4 separate regions of the Sus scrofa genome follow, and regions 2, 3 and 4 are each linked to region 1. A link is a contact called in public Hi-C, HiChIP or PLAC-seq and promoter capture Hi-C data. All regions are on one chromosome and are shown on one strand. Each heading gives the region's core, a stretch centred on a gene start, on an enhancer-like site or on the middle of the called end of the contact. The rest is flanking DNA. Distances are from core to core; before and after follow the strand shown. Region 1 holds the start of COPS4 (COP9 signalosome subunit 4). Region 2 holds the start of HNRNPDL (heterogeneous nuclear ribonucleoprotein D-like). Region 3 holds the start of ABRAXAS1 (BRCA1-A complex subunit Abraxas). Region 4 holds the start of MRPS18C (28S ribosomal protein S18c, mitochondrial).

Region 1 (4,096 bases), core at 524-3,023:
AAAGCACCCCGAGAAATATTGCTGTTTTACACCATTACGTTTTTGATTTGCTACAGAGCAATCAATAACTAAAGCACCCAATAAGAGATACAATTGTTTATCTGCAATTCAAACTGAAGGAAGTTAAATGCTTAGCTTAAGTTTCAGAATTCTGCAAATACATAAAAAGTGTATCTCTTCTGATAAAGAATGCACTTATTTTTCTTCAACAAAACAAAAAGGAAAGCAGGCACGGAAACAAACATAAGCTAGTTTTACTTGCATCCAAATCTATCCAGATGCACAGCAGAGATGACTGCAATCTTGTAAATCAACTACACTTCAATAAAACTTTTTAAAAATGTGAAAAAACAAAAATGACTCTATTAAAATTACATGCAGAAAGGACTGAGCCATGAGACATATTCAACTTATTTCCAACCCAGGAAATAAGTCCATATATATTTAAGAACTGCTTAATAATGATAATAACAACAGTAGCGATGGCAATCCTGTGGCTCGAAACCTCAGGTCCTGGTCTACGCGATTTACGAGTGACATAAGTGCACACACACACATATACTCATTTTGTCCTCAGACAGAAGCAGCCCATTTTCCTGAGACGGAAACTGCGGCAGAAAGTAGTTAATCCCAAGGCGCAGAGCTAAATTTCCCACTCATAAAAGTAGATTACATTTACCACCAGGCAAAAGCATTACAACCTACGTAAAACAAAGTCAAGGCTTCAATAGCCAGGTTAGAGCAGGTGCATCCTATGAATACGGATCAAAGCGATCTCAGCTGTCAGCTTGAGAAACACGCTTTAAGCAGAATGCATGTTCATTACAAAAGAACAGCGCCGCGAAACCTACAAAGAGAAAACAAGACAACTTTATCCATCCATCCATCCATCCATCCATCCATAATTAACACTGTTGAATAACGGCTTGCAGGGCAGGCACACATCACACATTTTAACTTGCAGTGGACCTAAGCCCTCCGCATAAATTCCGACGAACTTCCTAAACAATCTTGAATCCTGGAAACACCACCACTCTAGACATCCTGACGCACGTCGTGGTGACATTCCACCTCCGTGCCCTTCTTCAGAGTTGCTGGCGGAGCGAGAGAACCCACAACACAAGAACCCACACAAGATGGTTTAGTGGTTCTGGACGGCGTGAGAGCGGCCATAACTCCACAGCCCCCGTCAGCCGCAAGAAGACATCTCCCCGGAAGGCTCTGCACCAAGGACCCAGACTATCAACTTCCCTCACTCAAAAAGAAAAAAGGGGAGAGCCGGGGCAGAGAGAGGCCAGAATGCGGGGTGCGAGGCCGGCCAGCGAGGGGAAGGGGCACCAGGCGAGGCGTGAAGGCCACGGGAGGAAGGTCCCACAGCCCGCGCTTCTAGAATCTTGGGACCAGAAGGGATGCCCTTGGGACTGAGTACGCGAAGAGTCGCCCCAGATCGACAACCCCCCGGGCTCCCTGCACAAGGTCCTCTCCCGTTTTCCGCGGCTCCCGGCAGCTGCCTCCACAACCGGCCTCAGGCCCGCCCCCTTGGTCATCGGGCCCACTCCCAGCTTCACAGCTGAAAGCCGCCATAAATCCAAGGAAAACAAGTCTCTGGCTTCCCTCCCCACCTTCCAGGCCCCTGGGAAATACTCACTTGCCCGCCAGATCTTTATGAGAGCCGCTCGAATTCATGAGCTGGGCCAAATCCTGCCGCACGGCTGCCGCCATCTTCCTCCGAGCTCAGCGGAGGCTGCGGGGCCTCTCGCGGCCAAAGGGAAACGAGTCTAGTCCTCCAGAGTCCGGCCAGAGGGAACCCGAGAGGCCACAGAGTAGCGCCTGTGTGGGCCAGAGCGCCGAGGTCGGGAGCCTGCGTTAGGCCCGCCCCCAGCGTTGAGTGACGCGAAGCTCCACTGCTCAGATCCTAAGCCCGCCCAGGCGTCTCCCGCCGACTCCGGCTCGCACGCTCCCACTTGGGATTGGCGGGTGAACCCCAAGGGGCGGAGTCGCCTGTGCACCTCCTGTAAGTGTCCGATACGCAAAACCACTCCATCTTCAAGTTCCGTGGCTCTCGTCTTGCTTTACCGTTCCTTGTTCTTCAAGGCGGCACCTGAACTACTCATAATAAAGAACGAGTTGGTTTTTGTGTACAGTTCACCACAGACCAGTACTTTTGTCAAGTACAGTAAAATGTGCGCCCATCCCTGTTTCCACTCTTCACACTTTATATAGGTTGAGCATACATCCCAGTTTGTCCAGGACAGGAGTAATTATTTACTCTGTAAACTGTTCCATTTGGATAACAAATTATATGATCACCCTACCTTGATATGTAATTGTATTTATTATCCCTGTATCTTTATACAATTTCTGTCTGCAAATACAAGCAAATAAATGTAAATTTTTGTCTATCCTTTCTAGCTTTCACAAAAGATAATACACCATATCATTATTCTGCTCTTGCTTTTTTCACTATTCTTGAAGATGCAAGTCCGCATACCTGCTTCATTCTTTTTTTAGAGCTGGAGAGTATTACATATCATAAGGGACACCCTGGTTTATTGAATCTGTATAGCTAGACACTCGAGTTGTTTTTAATTAATCGCCAGTGCTGCAGTGAATAACCTTGTTCGTACCTCATTTTGTACGTGTACATGTAGAATACATTCCGAGAAGAGAGCTGAAGGGTCGACGTACTTACAGTTGTGATAGATGTTGCCAAATTGCATTTTATAGGAATGGTACCATTTTGCCTTCCAAGCAGCAATATCATAGGGGTGCAAATTTCCTCAGACTTGCCAACACAGGATGTTAAACTTTTGAATTTCTGCACTCTATATGTGAAAACTAGCATATTCCCTCTTTGGGGAAGGGGAAAGAAAAGAAGACCAGAATAGGAGTTCCCGTCATGGCTCAGTGGCTAACGAATCCAACTAGGAACCATGAGGTTGTGGGTTCGATCCTTGGCCTCGCTCAGTGGGTTAGGAATCTGGCGTCGCCATGAGCTGTGATGTAGGTTGCAGATTCGGCTCAGATTCCATGTTGCTGTGGCTTGACTCCTAGCCTGGGAACCTCCATATGCCCACCTGCGGTCCTAGAAGAGGCAAAAACACACACACAAAAGACCAGAACAAAGAAATCCTTTGAGAAAGTAATGAGATTACCCACATCCATTCAGAACCCACTCCATTGTTAAGAACTTAGGCAAATCACGGAGTTCCTGTCATGGCTCAGAGGTAGTGAACCAAACTAGTATCCATAAGGATGCAGGTTCTATTCCTGGCCTCACTCAGTGGGTTAAGGATTTGGCCTTGCCTTGAGCTGTGGTGTAGGTCACAGATGCCGCTTGGATCCCGAGTTGCTGTGGCTACAGCTCCGATTCAACCCCTAGCCTGGGAATTTCCATGTGCCAGCAGATGTGGCCCTAAAAAAAGCAAAAAGAAGAAAAGAAAAAAAAAAACTTAGTCAATCACCATGCCTGGCAACAATGAGACTGGAAATTTAGTTTGTTTTTGCCCAGCAAAAAGGAAAAGATGGTTTTAAAGGGACAATCACCAGTCTCTACTACCATCTGTCCTTCTGACCATTCTCCTTAGAGTAGAACACTCGCCCTAAAGAAGAGAGTTGAATTTCCCAGTTTCTCTATCAGCTTAAAATCTAGAATGTCTGATGATGCACAACCCTATCCATCAGGTAGGGATGTAACTTTTTGTGGTCCAGACCCTTATATATCCTATGAAACAAATTACCTGCCTCATGCTGATACAGGTAATACAAAAGCAATAGTGGAACAAAAACAGGAGGGACAGGATAACTACAGATACAACTCAGAAAAAGTAAGAGTGGGAAACACCCAGCAGATACTTGTCCACAGCAATGGCAGAATCCTGGGCAGGAATTATAAACACCCACTATCCTGCTTCGACCCTAGTACAGCATTTTGAGAGATCATTGCTCATTCGTTGTATTCTGTAGACCCAAGATTTGTCCTCTGAATGTAAGTTAACCGGACAGGGGAGGATTTTTCCTCTTTAGGGAAATGCTCTAGGGATTAAACAATTGAGGGCATTCTGGGCCAGGTTTTTCAGGGGTTTTTTAAACATGA
Region 2 (4,096 bases), core at 478-2,977, 490 kb after region 1:
CCCAGGCCTGTAGCTGCAGCTCCGACTCAACCCCTAGCCTGGGAACTTCCATATGCCCCAGGTGTGGCCAAAAATAAAAGAAATAAAGAAATAAATAAAATTTTAAAAAATAAAAATAAATTAAAAAAATGTACAACTACTCTTTTGGAAGATGGGTTTTTCCTACTTTGCAAAAGGTATCTCATTATTATTGCACACAAGCACGGCTGCTACATACTTTTATCTTAAACCTCTAGAAGTCAAAGGGAAGACCAGGCCCAAGGAATTATTTGAAAAGTCATATTAATATTTGATATTAATTTATCCTTCCAAATACAACATATTTAAAAAGGAACGTGCTTTAAAGCAAAGTTAGGGAGTTCCCGTGGTGGCACAGTGGTTAACGAATCCGACTAGGAACCATGAGGTTGCGGGTTCGCTCCCTGCCTTTGCTCAGCGGGTTAAGGATCCGGCGTTGCCATGAGCTGTGGTGTAGGTTGCAGAGGCGGCTCGGATCCCGCGTTGCTGTGGCTGTGGTGTAGGCCGGCGGCTACAGCTCCAATTCGACCCCTAGGCCTGGGAACCTCCATATGCCGCAGGAGCGGCCCTAGAAATGGCAAAAAGACAAAAAAAAAAAAAAGCAAAGTTACAGGTTTATGAACTGGGTGTAGACAAGGGTTGGTTACCACTGACATTCTAGGAGGAAGGTATTGGCTAAGAACTTTAGGCTTCCATTTTTGAAGAAAATGAACGGAATCTAGACATGTTTGCTAGCCTAATCCAGCAACGCACAGTGTGCAGTTCGGCCACTAAAAGCAGGAGTGGGAAACGGCAAAGATCAACCATTACTGCTTTAAGATACCTGGGCTACCCGAAAAGTCACACTTCAGTCTAGAAGCGTGGGACTAGAAGCCTCAAGGACAGCTAGACAGCGGCCACCACCTCGCCAGGTTCAACCCGGCACAAGGCGGGCGCACACCTGTCGGGCGACTGGGCGCACACCTGTGGGGGGGCCACACTGCCCTCCTCCGTCCCCTCTTCACCACCATCTCCATCTCTTCCCCAACCACCTGCCTCTAGCGGAAGGCGAGGACCCGGGAAGGTTAAGACAAGGCGGTGAGGCACAGCATCCCTGCAACCCGCCGCAGACTACGTCCTCCCACCCCAGAGCGGGTGCAAAGCCACACCGTCTCTCCCACGCCTCCGGTCTCCAGGGCGAGGTCTGCAACACTTTAAAATACTTCATTGTTTGAAAGCACAAGTAACTTCCCCGCTCCCTTCCGCCCCTCACCTTCACGAAAGCAATCGGGGTTGTGGTACCTTCGATATCTAACAGGATCACAGTGACTTCGGCGGGCACCGAAAGCACGACCATTTCCCTACCGGATGATACCACGGGAATCGGCCTACTGGTGGGGAGGGCGGCGGGCGGCGCCGGCGGCGGCGGCGGCAGCAGCGGGCGAAGCTTCCGACAGTCCCGCAAGGACCCCAGAGCGGGCAACCGCGCCCTGCCGACGCACGAGGCGGAGAGGACCCCTCCGCGGCCAAGGAAGCAGAGAAACCCGCAGGACGGGCGCCCAGAACTCGGGAGCGATCCGGGGCCGGAGGCCGAGACCACGTGGGTAGGGAAAGGGGCGGTCCTCCGGGGCCCCGAGGGGGCGGGGAGAGGCCCTGGCGCCGATGCCGATTGGCCGCTAGAGGGCCTCGCACCCGATCCGTCAAGATGGGCCTCGCGTGGGCGGGAACAAAGAGGCGAACGCGGGAGCCGGGTGCGCGGGCGCGCGCCCTCCGCAGACTGGTAGAGCGAGCGGGAGAGGCCCGGGGCACGTGCAGACGGGAGCCCCGCGAGTGGCGCGCCGGGGATGTGAGTGCCCCTTGCCCTCTACGGCACCTACCCTCCCTCCCCGCCCACTGCCTCCGCGTTTGCGTATTGACAGTAATCCGACCGGGCCCGCGCCCCTCCTCCCATCCTCAGCCAGCAACAGAGGCCGTTTGGGTCCCGGCCAGCCGAGCGGCGTGGGCCTGCGATCGGCCAGGGAGGCCCGCCGCGCCCCCTCGGCCCGCGCGCCCGTGGCGGAGCGGAGAGGCGCCCGTCCTGCGCCGCTGCCCGGAGGGGCCGCCGCGCGCCCGCTCCCTGGTCGGCTGGGTCCAGGCAGCTCGAGGACAACACGCGTGCGCGCGGCGGACGGGCGGGCGCGCTCGCCACCTCGGCTGCGGGCGCCGGGCGCAGTCCGCCTCTTCCCGGAGCAGCGCGCCCACGGGGCTCATTGATAGCAGCGGCAGCCGCAGCAGCAGCTCGGCACTGGGGATCCGAGGGCGGAAAGAGGCGGGGTTGGCGGCTCTTTGCTGGGAGTGGGCTGGACCGGACGCCAGAGACAAAGGCTCTCAAGGCAAGAGGGACTGTGGCCCTGGGACGGCGCTGCTCGGGATTCGTGACCCCAGGACTTCTCGCCCCGTCGTTTTTCTCTTCTGACGCATCCCTCTCCCCAAGCCCGCCTCCCCTCGGCCGCGACCTCACTCCTCCGCGGGAGGGCCGCGATGGAGGTCCCGCCCCGGCTTTCCCAAGTGCCGCCGCCATTGTTCCCCTCCGCTCCCGCTACTTTAGCCTCCCGCAGCCTCTCCCATTGGCGGCCGCGGGCGCCGCGGCAGCTCGCTCCGCTCCTCCCTTCGCTCGCTCCCAGCTCCGCCCGGCAGGGGGCGCGCCGGGCCCAGCGCCACGTCACCGCACAGCAGCCCTCGCGATTGGCCGGCGTGGCGGCTATAAAGGGAGGGCGCAGGCGGCGCCCGGATCTCTTCCGCCGCCATTTTAAATCCAGTTCCATACAACGCTCCGCCGCCGCCGCTGCCGCGACTCGGACTGCGCGCCCGCACCCTCCGGCCGACAACCCCGCCGCCATGGAGGACATGAACGAGTACAGCAACATAGAGGAGTTCGCAGAGGGGTCCAAGATCAACGCGAGCAAAAATCAGCAGGATGACGGGTACCGCACGCGTCTCCCCCCTCCCCCAGCGCCCCGCGCGCGCCCTTCGTCCCGCGGGGGCCGCGCGCTGCTCCCATTCTTGCCCCGAGCCGACGCCCCGCGTGCCCGCTGGGCCGCACTAGCTTGGAGGGAAGAGGAGAGGAGGAGACGGAGGGGGGTGTCTCGAGAGGCCCGCGGAAGGTGGGGGAAGGGCAGGGGGTTGGAGGCGGAGGGCGGCGGCGGCCGCGTCCCGAGTGCGCAGGCGCCGCGTGGGGCCCGAGGGGGAGGGGCCGGGCTCGCTGCGCCGCACGCTGCGGCCGCGCCGCCCCTTCATTGTGCGTCTGTTGGGGCTCCGCGCGGTTCTCCCGGCGAGGGTTTGGGGGACTCTGGGTCTGGGAACCAGTGGGCGACTGGTGCCAGCTTCCCGGTGCGCGTTACGGTGCGTCCTTCAGGTGGAGCGGTGGCTTGACAGCTGAGGAAGACGGAGAGCCTAAGTTGTGCGGGATACGGTTAGAGAGTTGGCGTTGCCGGTGCAGGGCAGTCCTCGCCGTGTCGTTGGCCTCGTGTGAACTTTGAGTTGTGCAGTGTGGAGAGCAAGCTGTTCACCCTGCGAATAGGGGATCTCGATGGAGTTGGGGCGTCGTTACGGTCTCTTGTTCGTGTGTGTCTGCAAAGGGCTTGATTACGTGTCTGGGGATGAGCTGCTCCGTGCTCGTTTCTTAGTTTATTTCGTGAACGTCGTTTCAGAACTGAATCGTTGTGGCTGCTGCTGACTCAAAAAAAAAAAACTTTTATTTTTAGTAAAATGTTTATTGGAGGCTTGAGCTGGGATACAAGCAAGAAAGATCTGACTGAATATTTGTCTCGATTTGGGGAAGTCGTAGACTGCACAATTAAAACAGATCCAGTCACTGGAAGATCAAGAGGATTTGGATTTGTGCTTTTCAAAGATGCTGCTAGTGTTGATAAGGTAGGAACCTGTTCTGCATTGTGCTGCTCTTGTGTGCTCTTTGCACATTGGTCAGAGCGTTGGTGGATTAAATACATTTGTCTCCTAGGTTTTGGAACTGAAAGAACACAAACTGGATGGCAAATTGATAGACCCTAAAAGGGCCAAAGCTTTAAAAGGGAAGGAACCCCCAAAAAAGGTTTTTGTG
Region 3 (4,096 bases), core at 793-3,292, 310 kb before region 1:
GACGCGGGACCCGAGTCGCGTCTGAGACCTACACCACAGCTCATGGCAACGCCGGATCCTTAACCCACTGAGCAAGGGCAGGGATCGAATCTGCAACCTCATGGTTCCCAGTCGGATTTGTTAGCCACTGCGCCATAACGGGAACTCCCAAAAGTTTTAAATTTAATGAAGTAAAATTTATCTATTTTTTTTTCTGTCTATGTCATTGGTGTCACATGGAAGAAATCACTGCCAAATTCAATGTCATGAAGCTTTTCTTCATGCTACCTTCCAGGAGTTTCACAGCTTTAGATCTTACATTTAGGTCTTTCATCTATTTTGAGCTGATTGATTTTGTAAGGTAAGGGTCCAACTTCATTCTTTTACATTTGTTGAAAAGCCTGTCCTTTCCCTAGTGAATGGCCTTGGCAACCACGTTAAAAATCATTTGCCCTTTTATGTGAGAATTTACTTCTGGTGGCCTGGAATACATTACATTTTATTTTTTAATCCTTTAGATCATTAGTATAGTTTTTCTTTCTTTCTTTTTTTTGTCACACCCACAGCACTCAGAAGATTCCTGGGATAGGGATGAAGCCCCATAACAGCAGTGACCCAAGCCCCAGCAGTGACAATCCCAGATCCTTAACTCACTGAGCCGTCAGGGAACTCTAGATCATTACTATCTGCAAAATACAAATTACATGACAATCTTTTCATATTAATAGAATTTTTGCAGAAATGACAGCAAGAAACACTTTTTGGGAATAAATACATAATTTTTAACACTATACGTATGTCTTCAACGTGTTAGTCAAATATGGCTGCTGCACAACAAAACTCAGAAGTATGCACTATTAATTCACTTTAGTGGTCTGATATTAATCCAATTCAGCAGCAGTTCGGGTTAGTCTGATAGTTTGCTGACTTTCGTTTAAAAACCACAGGTTTGGGGAGTTCCCATCCTGGTGCAGCGGTTAACGAATCCGACTAGGAACATGAGGTTGCAGGTTCAACCCCTGGCCTTGCTCAGTGGGTTAAGGATCCAGCGTTGCGGTGAGCTGTGGGGTAGGTCGCAGATGCAGCTCCATCCCGAGTTGCTGTGGCCGTGGTGTAGGCCGGCGGCTACAGCTCCTATCTGACCCCTAGCCTGGGAACCTCCATATGCCGCAGGAGCGGCCCTAGAAAAGGCAAAAAGACAAAAAAAAAAAAAAAGCAAACCACAGGTTTGGGAGCTCCTGCTATGGCTCAGCAGCGACGAACCTGCCTAGCAGCCGAGCGGCCCTGCCCGGTGGGTTAAGGACCCTCACCGCTGTGGCTGTGGCGTCGGCCGGCAGCTGCAGCTCGGATTCAACCCGGAGCCTGGGGACTTCCGTACGCGTGCGCGAGGCCCTAAAAAGCAAATAAAAACAAAATAACATCCGTACTTTAGAATCGTGTGTGGGAAATGGCCAAGCCTCGGTCCCCCACTCCCTCCACGCTTTCACCCTGGGAGCGGGAACAGTCTTTACACCCAACATTAAACCGTCAGAACGAGGTTAACCATCTGCGTGTTCTTCCGTCAACAAGTCCGTGAGTCAATTCTCTAAAAGCAGGAAAACACTCACAGAAACGCGCTCCCCGCCTGCGCTCGGCGGGGTGGACATCACGGGAGGCTCCGGAAGCGCCGTCCTCCGAGGCCGTCGTTAGTATTCCAGAAGTTTCTACGGGTGAAGGGGAGCATCTGGCACTTGGAAAACCACAAAGTGGCATTTCCACCGTGATATTATGTCACTAAACAACGCTTCTATGCTGCCAGCACTGTTCCCTTTTTCCGTTTTGTATATATGACAGGCTCCCTCAGGGGGCAGCGAACCGCCGAAGCGCTGGCCGTCGCCCTGGGCGGAGACGCCCCGACGCCTGAAGGCTCGTCGCAGCGCTGCGCAGCGCCTCACCCACCAGAGGGCGCCCGCGCCGCCTCGCCCGCGCCCTCGCCAGTGCGCGGGCGCAGGCCCCGCCCCCTCGGCTGGCCCCGCCCCATTGTCGCGCGGCCGCGGCCCCCGCTCTTCAGGCCCCGCCTCCGCCCCGCCCCCTTGAGCAGCGCGGCGGCGGCGGCGGCAACATGGAGGGGGAGAGCACGTCGGCGGTGCTCTCTGGTTTTGTGCTCGGCGCTCTCGCCTTCCAGCACCTCAACACCGACTCGGACACGGTGAGCCGAGCGGCGGGGCGGGAGCTGCAGTCGCCTCGGAAGAGGCCCTGCGCGCGGGCCCCTCGTGGCCGCCTTGGCCCGGGTCCCGCCCGCGGGCTCCCCGACGACGGCGACGGGCCGGCCCTCTGCCCCCCGAGCCGCCCTCTCAGCCCCTGGGCGGCCCCGGAGCTGCCGCCCGCCCTCTGACCCTTCCTCTGGTCGCCGGCGTTCATTTCCGCGCCCGACCGCAGCGTCCCGCACGCCCCCTTGCTCTCCTGCCGCAGCTCGCCTTGTCGGGACTCACTCGGTGGAGGAGGAAGAGAGAGGTCGCGGGGGTCCTGTGCCCCGCCGGGAAGGGTGCGGGTTAACGCTCTCCTAAGACCCCCAGGGGTTTTCCCACCACTCTTGTTTTTTTCCTGCAGAACAGCTACTGTGCACGTTTGTTGAAAGGGTCGGCGGGTAAGGGAATGAGAAGCGGTGCATCCAGTGGCTATTTGGGGAGAAGTCTTAGATGAAAAAGATTAACGTGCTTAGAGGGTATCTTTGACTTTTGTTGGCATTGATAGCAAATGTGTTATATTGTGAGGCCTCAGCTAGTTCCTTGTGAGATGCTTTCCGTTAAAATTTAAGTATTTAAGTTTGTCTTCACATATTAGGTATTTAAATGCTTATTCCTTTTGCCCGTTCAAAACCTCTGGATGAAGTAGTGAAGGACTTTTTAAAAACACAGTGCTGGGAGTTCCCGTCGTGGCGCGGTGGTTAACGAATCCGACTAGGAACCATGAGGTTGCGGGTTTGATCTCTGCCCTTGCTCAGTGGGTTAAGGATGCGGCGTTGCCATGAGCTGTGGTGTAGGTTGCAGACGCGGCTGGGACCCCGCATTGCTGTGGCTCTGGCGTAGGCCGGTGGCTACGGCTCCGATTAGACCCCTAGCCTGGGAACCTCCATATGCCGCGGGAGCGGCCCAAGAAATATCAAAAAGACAAAAACAAAACAAAACAAAAAAACCACAGTGCTTATTTTTTAAAGCTTTTGTTTTTACATTTTTCTATCTTTTTTTTTTTCTTTTTTTTTTTAGGGCTGCACCCTTGACGTTTGGAGGCTCCCACGCTAGGGTCAAAACGGATCTGTAGCTCCTGGCCTACGCCACAGTCACAACAACACGGGATCCTCGCTGGTCTGCGACCTGCACCACAGCTCATGGTGATGCTGGATCCTTAACCACTAAGTGAGGCGAGGGATGGAACCTTCGCACTCATGGGTACTAGTCAGATTTGTTTCCACTGAGCCAGGATAGGAGCTCCTTTTATGAAATTTTAGACTGAAACTTTGAGCCTGAGTAGTGTCTTAGAGTGAGTGCTTAGTAATTGGCTGATACAGTTTAGAGAGTCTCATACTGAACAAAGCTGGTCATTTCTTTGTGCCCTTCGTTTTTATAATAAAGGGCTGTCTTACCCAAAATGGGTTGGAATTGATCATTTCCATGTATGTAATTTTAAATAATCTTGTACATTAACACCTAGCAAAGAGCAAACACAGGATAATTTAAAATGTATGTGGGAGTTCCCACCATAACTCAGTGGAACCGAATCTGACCAGTATCCATAAGGACACAGGTTTGACCCCTAGCCTCACTCAGTGGGTTAAGGATCTGGCAGTGCCGTGAGCTGTGGTGTAGGCCAGGGGCTGCAGCTCCAATTCGACCCCTACCCTGGGAACCTACATACACTGCAGGTGCGGCCCATTTAAAAAAAAAAAAAGTATGTGGTTGTGGAAGTTATTTTGGAGTGGCTTAGTGTAACTATAAAGAGAATGGGTCTCTTAGTCTGTAGTTTAAAGGATTAGCAATCCCAAAATGCTTAGTACTAAATGTTAGAGAAGGCTTTGTTTCTTAGATCTTTTTCCTGAAATCTTTGAAAGGTGGTTTTCTAGATGGTTGTTCTTAAAACA
Region 4 (4,096 bases), core at 949-3,448, 290 kb before region 1:
CTTTTTTTTTTTTTTCTTTAGGGCCAGAGCCAGGACATACTGTGGTTCCCCCGCTGGGGGTCTAATTGGAGCTGGAGCTGCCGGCCTACACCACAGCTATAGCAACGCCAGATCTGACCCACTTCTATGAGCTACATCACAGCTCATGCCAATGCCAGATCCTTAACCCAATGAGCAAGGCCAAGGACTGAACCTGCGTCCTCATTGTTACTAGTCAGGTTCATTTCCAATGAGCCACAACGCAGGATCCGAGCCGCGTCTGCAACCCACACCATAGCTCATGGCAACACCAGATCGTCAACCCACTGAGCAAAGGCAGGGATTGAACCCGCAACCTCATGGCTCCTAGTCGGATTCGCTAACCACTGCACCACGACGGGAACTCCCAAAACTACCTTTTTTAATTCCTAAAGCACATATCTAGAAAGAAAAATATGGTGTTAGGGAAGCCATCCTTCTTGCTACGAAGCTAGGAATTCTCTTACTTCAAAGTTCACTTAAGTGACTACTCAATAAATTTTAATTTTCAAACTTGACTAATGATTCTCGATTGTTTTTTTCCTTCAGCTGAACATTATTCAAACAGTTAAGATACAAGAATTTGATCATGTTTGCAAGCACCTTATTAAAAGAAAAAAAAAAAACTTACAAGGTCCTCGTTGCTGGCTACCTGTTTATATTGTGAACAACTTCTCCACAGCACTGCAATTGAACAGAAACAGCAACAAACTATTTTTGATAGCTGAGCAGCTAAATATTTTGTTTCTATGGAGGCAAGATGAATTAAGGCATGACATAAAAGAAAGGTTTTTAATTCATTACACTAACAAGGTTAAATATAAGTTTAAAAAAAAAAGCCTTTAGATTTGAGGCAGAGTGGACTTTGTGTGGTTTCTGGGGCATTGGGGAAAGGGCGTATGTATCCCCACCATACAATCTCTTACCTGTTCTCTTCCTGAAATTTATTTCCTCTCTCTCATGGAGTAGAGACAGATTTTAATGCAAAGGAAAAATGAAAACAGACTCCTTACAGAGAGTAGGTTTTGGCAGAGAAGCACAAAGTAGATTAAAGTGCATAAATGGTAGATTCCAGGGCCCATGTCACAATTTCGCCCTGATTTGGGACCTCGGATATCGAATTTGCTGCGGGGTTACTGTGAAGATGCTTCCTATCAAGTTCTACCCGAAGATCGTAAGCATGTCCCTGCCTCCTTTTGAGAACCCCCCCATCACTGTTGTACTGGACGTCCTCTTCAGTCTTAAAAAACTAGTGACAGGCCATGACAGATTCCCACTTACCTTGGAGAAACCTAAGGCCTAGACACCGGCGTCCATTAGCGAACGGTGTCATCTCCACCGACCCAAGCAGGGCTAAGCCAACGGCTGCAAGTCTACAAAGGAGCCTAGGATGTGGAGACTTTACCTGCATGAGTCCCGGGATCCGTAAGGCAGACAGCAGCATTCACGAAGTCTGTCGACTTTCTCCTCCCCAACCGGCTGCAAAGAGACACCACAGCCGCCATGGCCCCTTGCCCCTCCTCTTCCGTTTTCCAAAGCGCCGGACCAGCCCCTTCCGGTGTGCTTCCCCTGTGGGTCCGAGCACTCGGTTCAAAGGTTCCGCAGGCGAACGCGGAGAACCAAGAGCAGCTGAAGTTTTCGATGCGCCTGCGCAGCATCTTCCCGTTCTCCACTCCCACCCGGACTCCGCGCCGCCCGCTGGGGACGTTAACGATTGGACAAGGAGAGGGCGGGCTCTTATGCTTGTGCCTCCGCTTCCGGTTCCAGAGCCCCGATAATTGGTTGGTGGTCTTTCCCAAAGGTGGATGGAGACGCGAGCCCCGTTTCCACCTGCTGCTACCTTTCCCCTGTTGCTGCACTCACCCTTCTACTGGGGTTTGGCGGCTGGGTCACTGGAGACGACGTTCGGGGAGGGCCCTCAGCCCCTGCCATGGATGATGGCGGTTCCCGTATCCGCCGGCGGGTGTCTGTCCGCAAAAGGAACCGATTTAGCACAGAGAGCGTTTTGGCCGCCCCCACCGCAGCCGAGCTTAAGCCCGGTGATGAGAAGGAAGAGGAGGAAATGGTGGCTGGGAGCCGGCGGCGGAAAACCGTGGACGTGCAGCCAGTCGAGGTACAGCCCCATCACCCCTCAAATTCCTCTGAGTTTCTTGTTCCATTTCCCACCCTTGGGATGAGGAGACACCAGGTCTCCCAGTGCGCATGCTCAATGGAAGAGTAGGCGACCAGCTGCAGGGGGCGTGGATCTTGAAACAAAAATTGGCAGATCCATTCCCAGGTGCAAACGCCAGCTGCCCAATTATCTGCCAGCGTTCAGGTGCTCACCTCGTTTTTGTTATCGATGTTAATCTCACTTGTGAGGTATTGCACTGTTGGCCCGTTTTTTATATATACATGTAAATAAAACATAGACCTCAAGACATACAAGTTGTACGCACAGCAAGTGTGGCATGCTGAAATGCATGTGGCATGACTGAAATGCAAACCTAGCCTTTCAAGTTTATGCCACTTAACCTTTCTCCGCCCCCGTTTCTTCATTTGTAAAATGGGAATGATAGTTTCTATTTAAGAGGATGATTTACATTTTGGTCTGTGATACATATATAACCATGTAACGATGTATCTGAGAGAGCCCTTGGCTGAAATTTTTATTCTTTTTTTTTTTTTAATGGTTGCACGCACGGCATATGGAAGTTCCTGGGCCAGGGACTGAATCAAAGCCGCAGTTGTGACAATGTCAGATCCTTTAACCCAGTGGTCCTGGCTGGGGATGGAACCCATGCCTCCGCAGCACCCAGAGTGCTGCAGTCGGATTGGTAACCCATCTGCGCCATATCAGGAACTCCCGAAACCTTTTTTTTTTTTTTTTTTCTTTGTCTTTTTACTATTTCTCTGGCCGCTCCCACGGCATATGGAGGTTCAAATCAGAGCTAGAGGTCAAATCGGAGCTGTAGCCACAGGCTTATGCCAGAGCCACAGCAACGCGGGATCCGAGCCGAGTCTGCTTACCTACACCACAGCTCACGGCAATGCTGGATCCTTAACCCACTGAGCAAGGCCAGGGATCAAAACCGCAACCTCATGGTTCCTAATCGGATTCGTTAACCACTGAGCCACGATGGGAACTCCTCCGGAAACCTATTCATGAAGCTAGAATTGACCACAGATCTTTTGTTTTCTTTCCAGAATATTGACAGTGAAGAGGACATGTTTGGTGACTATGATAGTTTTGCTGAAAACTCTTTTTTAGCTCAAGTTGATGACCTGGAACAAAAATATATGCAAATTCCAGAACAAGAGGAGCATGCTACAGATCATGCCCCTGAAGATCTTTGTTCAGAAAGCATTAAACACAGCATCCTCAGCAGTAACACTGTAGGCGACTTCACTGGAGTAAAAACAGAGGAGCACACAAAGAACCAGAGTGGGCATGAAGATGTCGCTACTGAACCTGAAGCTGATCTTTTGTATGATGTACCTTCTTCACAGATGTTATTCTTTGAACATTTGCACAGCTCTTCAAATAACTTGGGCGATCCATCTCTTAAAGAGAGGGATAGGGGTTCATCCTCTCACAAGACTGTGAATGAGGAATTGCCCGTTAGTAGCATAGAGGAACCGCAGCAAATTGATGACTCCTCTTCTAAAGTCAGAACTAGTTCAGATGGGAACAGGAGACAAAGTCTTAAAGATCATTTAAAAAGCGCCATGGCTGGAAATGCCAGGGCCCACACATCGGTATTTTCCAGGACTAAACAGCTCAAAGAGACTCTTCTATCTGAAGAAATTAATGTTGCCAAGAAAACAATTGCGTCATCCTCGGATGACCTTGGTCCTTTTTATTCTTTACCCAGCAAAGTGAGAGACCTTTATGCTCAGTTCAGGGGAATTGAAAAATTATATGGTAATGCTTTTTGCTGGAATGAGAAAAAGATCTACCATCATTACCATGATGTTGGTGCAAATCATTCGAAAACTGATGCTTCCATAGTCATATTTCTCCCCTTAAAAGAAAACATCCTTCCTCTCTGAGCCTTTCACCCCTGTGCTGCTACTATTGACCTTTTTTCCCTCCCTC

What was found. Promoter capture Hi-C pulls out the DNA fragments that hold promoters and counts their contacts. Hi-C and Micro-C count contacts between places; a contact is called where the count stands out from the background. HiChIP or PLAC-seq counts read pairs in DNA pulled down with a chosen protein or histone mark.
Region 2: a contact with region 1 is called in a Hi-C map of skeletal muscle, with 5 times the contacts expected there. The contact joins the promoter of HNRNPDL here to the promoter of COPS4 in region 1. A contact is called at or near these places in 1 of 5 promoter capture datasets (fetal liver) and 3 of 47 Hi-C or Micro-C datasets (liver and skeletal muscle).
Region 3: a contact with region 1 is called in an H3K27ac HiChIP or PLAC-seq map of alveolar macrophages. The contact joins the promoter of ABRAXAS1 here to the promoter of COPS4 in region 1. A contact is called at or near these places in 1 of 47 Hi-C or Micro-C datasets (fetal liver) and 2 of 2 datasets of contacts at active chromatin or transcription factors (alveolar macrophages and skeletal muscle).
Region 4: a promoter capture Hi-C map of liver shows a contact between it and region 1, with 8 times the contacts expected there. The contact joins the promoter of MRPS18C here to the promoter of COPS4 in region 1. A contact is called at or near these places in 2 of 5 promoter capture datasets (fetal liver and liver), 12 of 47 Hi-C or Micro-C datasets (alveolar macrophages, blood, embryonic fibroblasts and 6 more) and 2 of 2 datasets of contacts at active chromatin or transcription factors (alveolar macrophages and skeletal muscle).

What each region holds. Positions count from the first base shown.
Region 1 is chr8:135,312,571-135,316,666 of Sscrofa11.1, forward strand. It overlaps COPS4 (COP9 signalosome subunit 4), which reads right to left and starts at 1,774. Exons shown (of 10, transcript NM_001105304.1): 1 at 1,649-1,774. The coding sequence starts at 1,722.
Region 2 is chr8:135,800,803-135,804,898 of Sscrofa11.1, forward strand. It overlaps HNRNPDL (heterogeneous nuclear ribonucleoprotein D-like), which reads left to right and starts at 1,728. Exons shown (of 9, transcript XR_002346906.1): 1 at 1,728-2,960; 2 at 3,741-3,909; 3 at 3,998-4,096. It overlaps ENOPH1 (enolase-phosphatase 1), which reads right to left and starts at 1,531. Exons shown (of 6, transcript NM_001243830.1): 1 at 1,271-1,531. The coding sequence starts at 1,354.
Region 3 is chr8:135,000,255-135,004,350 of Sscrofa11.1, forward strand. It overlaps ABRAXAS1 (BRCA1-A complex subunit Abraxas), which reads left to right and starts at 2,043. Exons shown (of 8, transcript XM_005656571.3): 1 at 2,043-2,167. The coding sequence starts at 2,081. GPAT3 (glycerol-3-phosphate acyltransferase 3) reads right to left here and starts at 1,886. Exons shown (of 13, transcript XM_003129347.5): 1 at 1,587-1,886.
Region 4 is chr8:135,024,521-135,028,616 of Sscrofa11.1, forward strand. MRPS18C (28S ribosomal protein S18c, mitochondrial) reads right to left here and starts at 2,199. Exons shown (of 7, transcript XM_003129356.5): 1 at 1,882-2,199; 2 at 1,424-1,587; 3 at 650-702. The coding sequence starts at 1,523. HELQ (helicase POLQ-like) reads left to right here and starts at 1,598. Exons shown (of 17, transcript XM_013989417.2): 1 at 1,598-2,131; 2 at 3,205-3,922. The coding sequence starts at 1,949.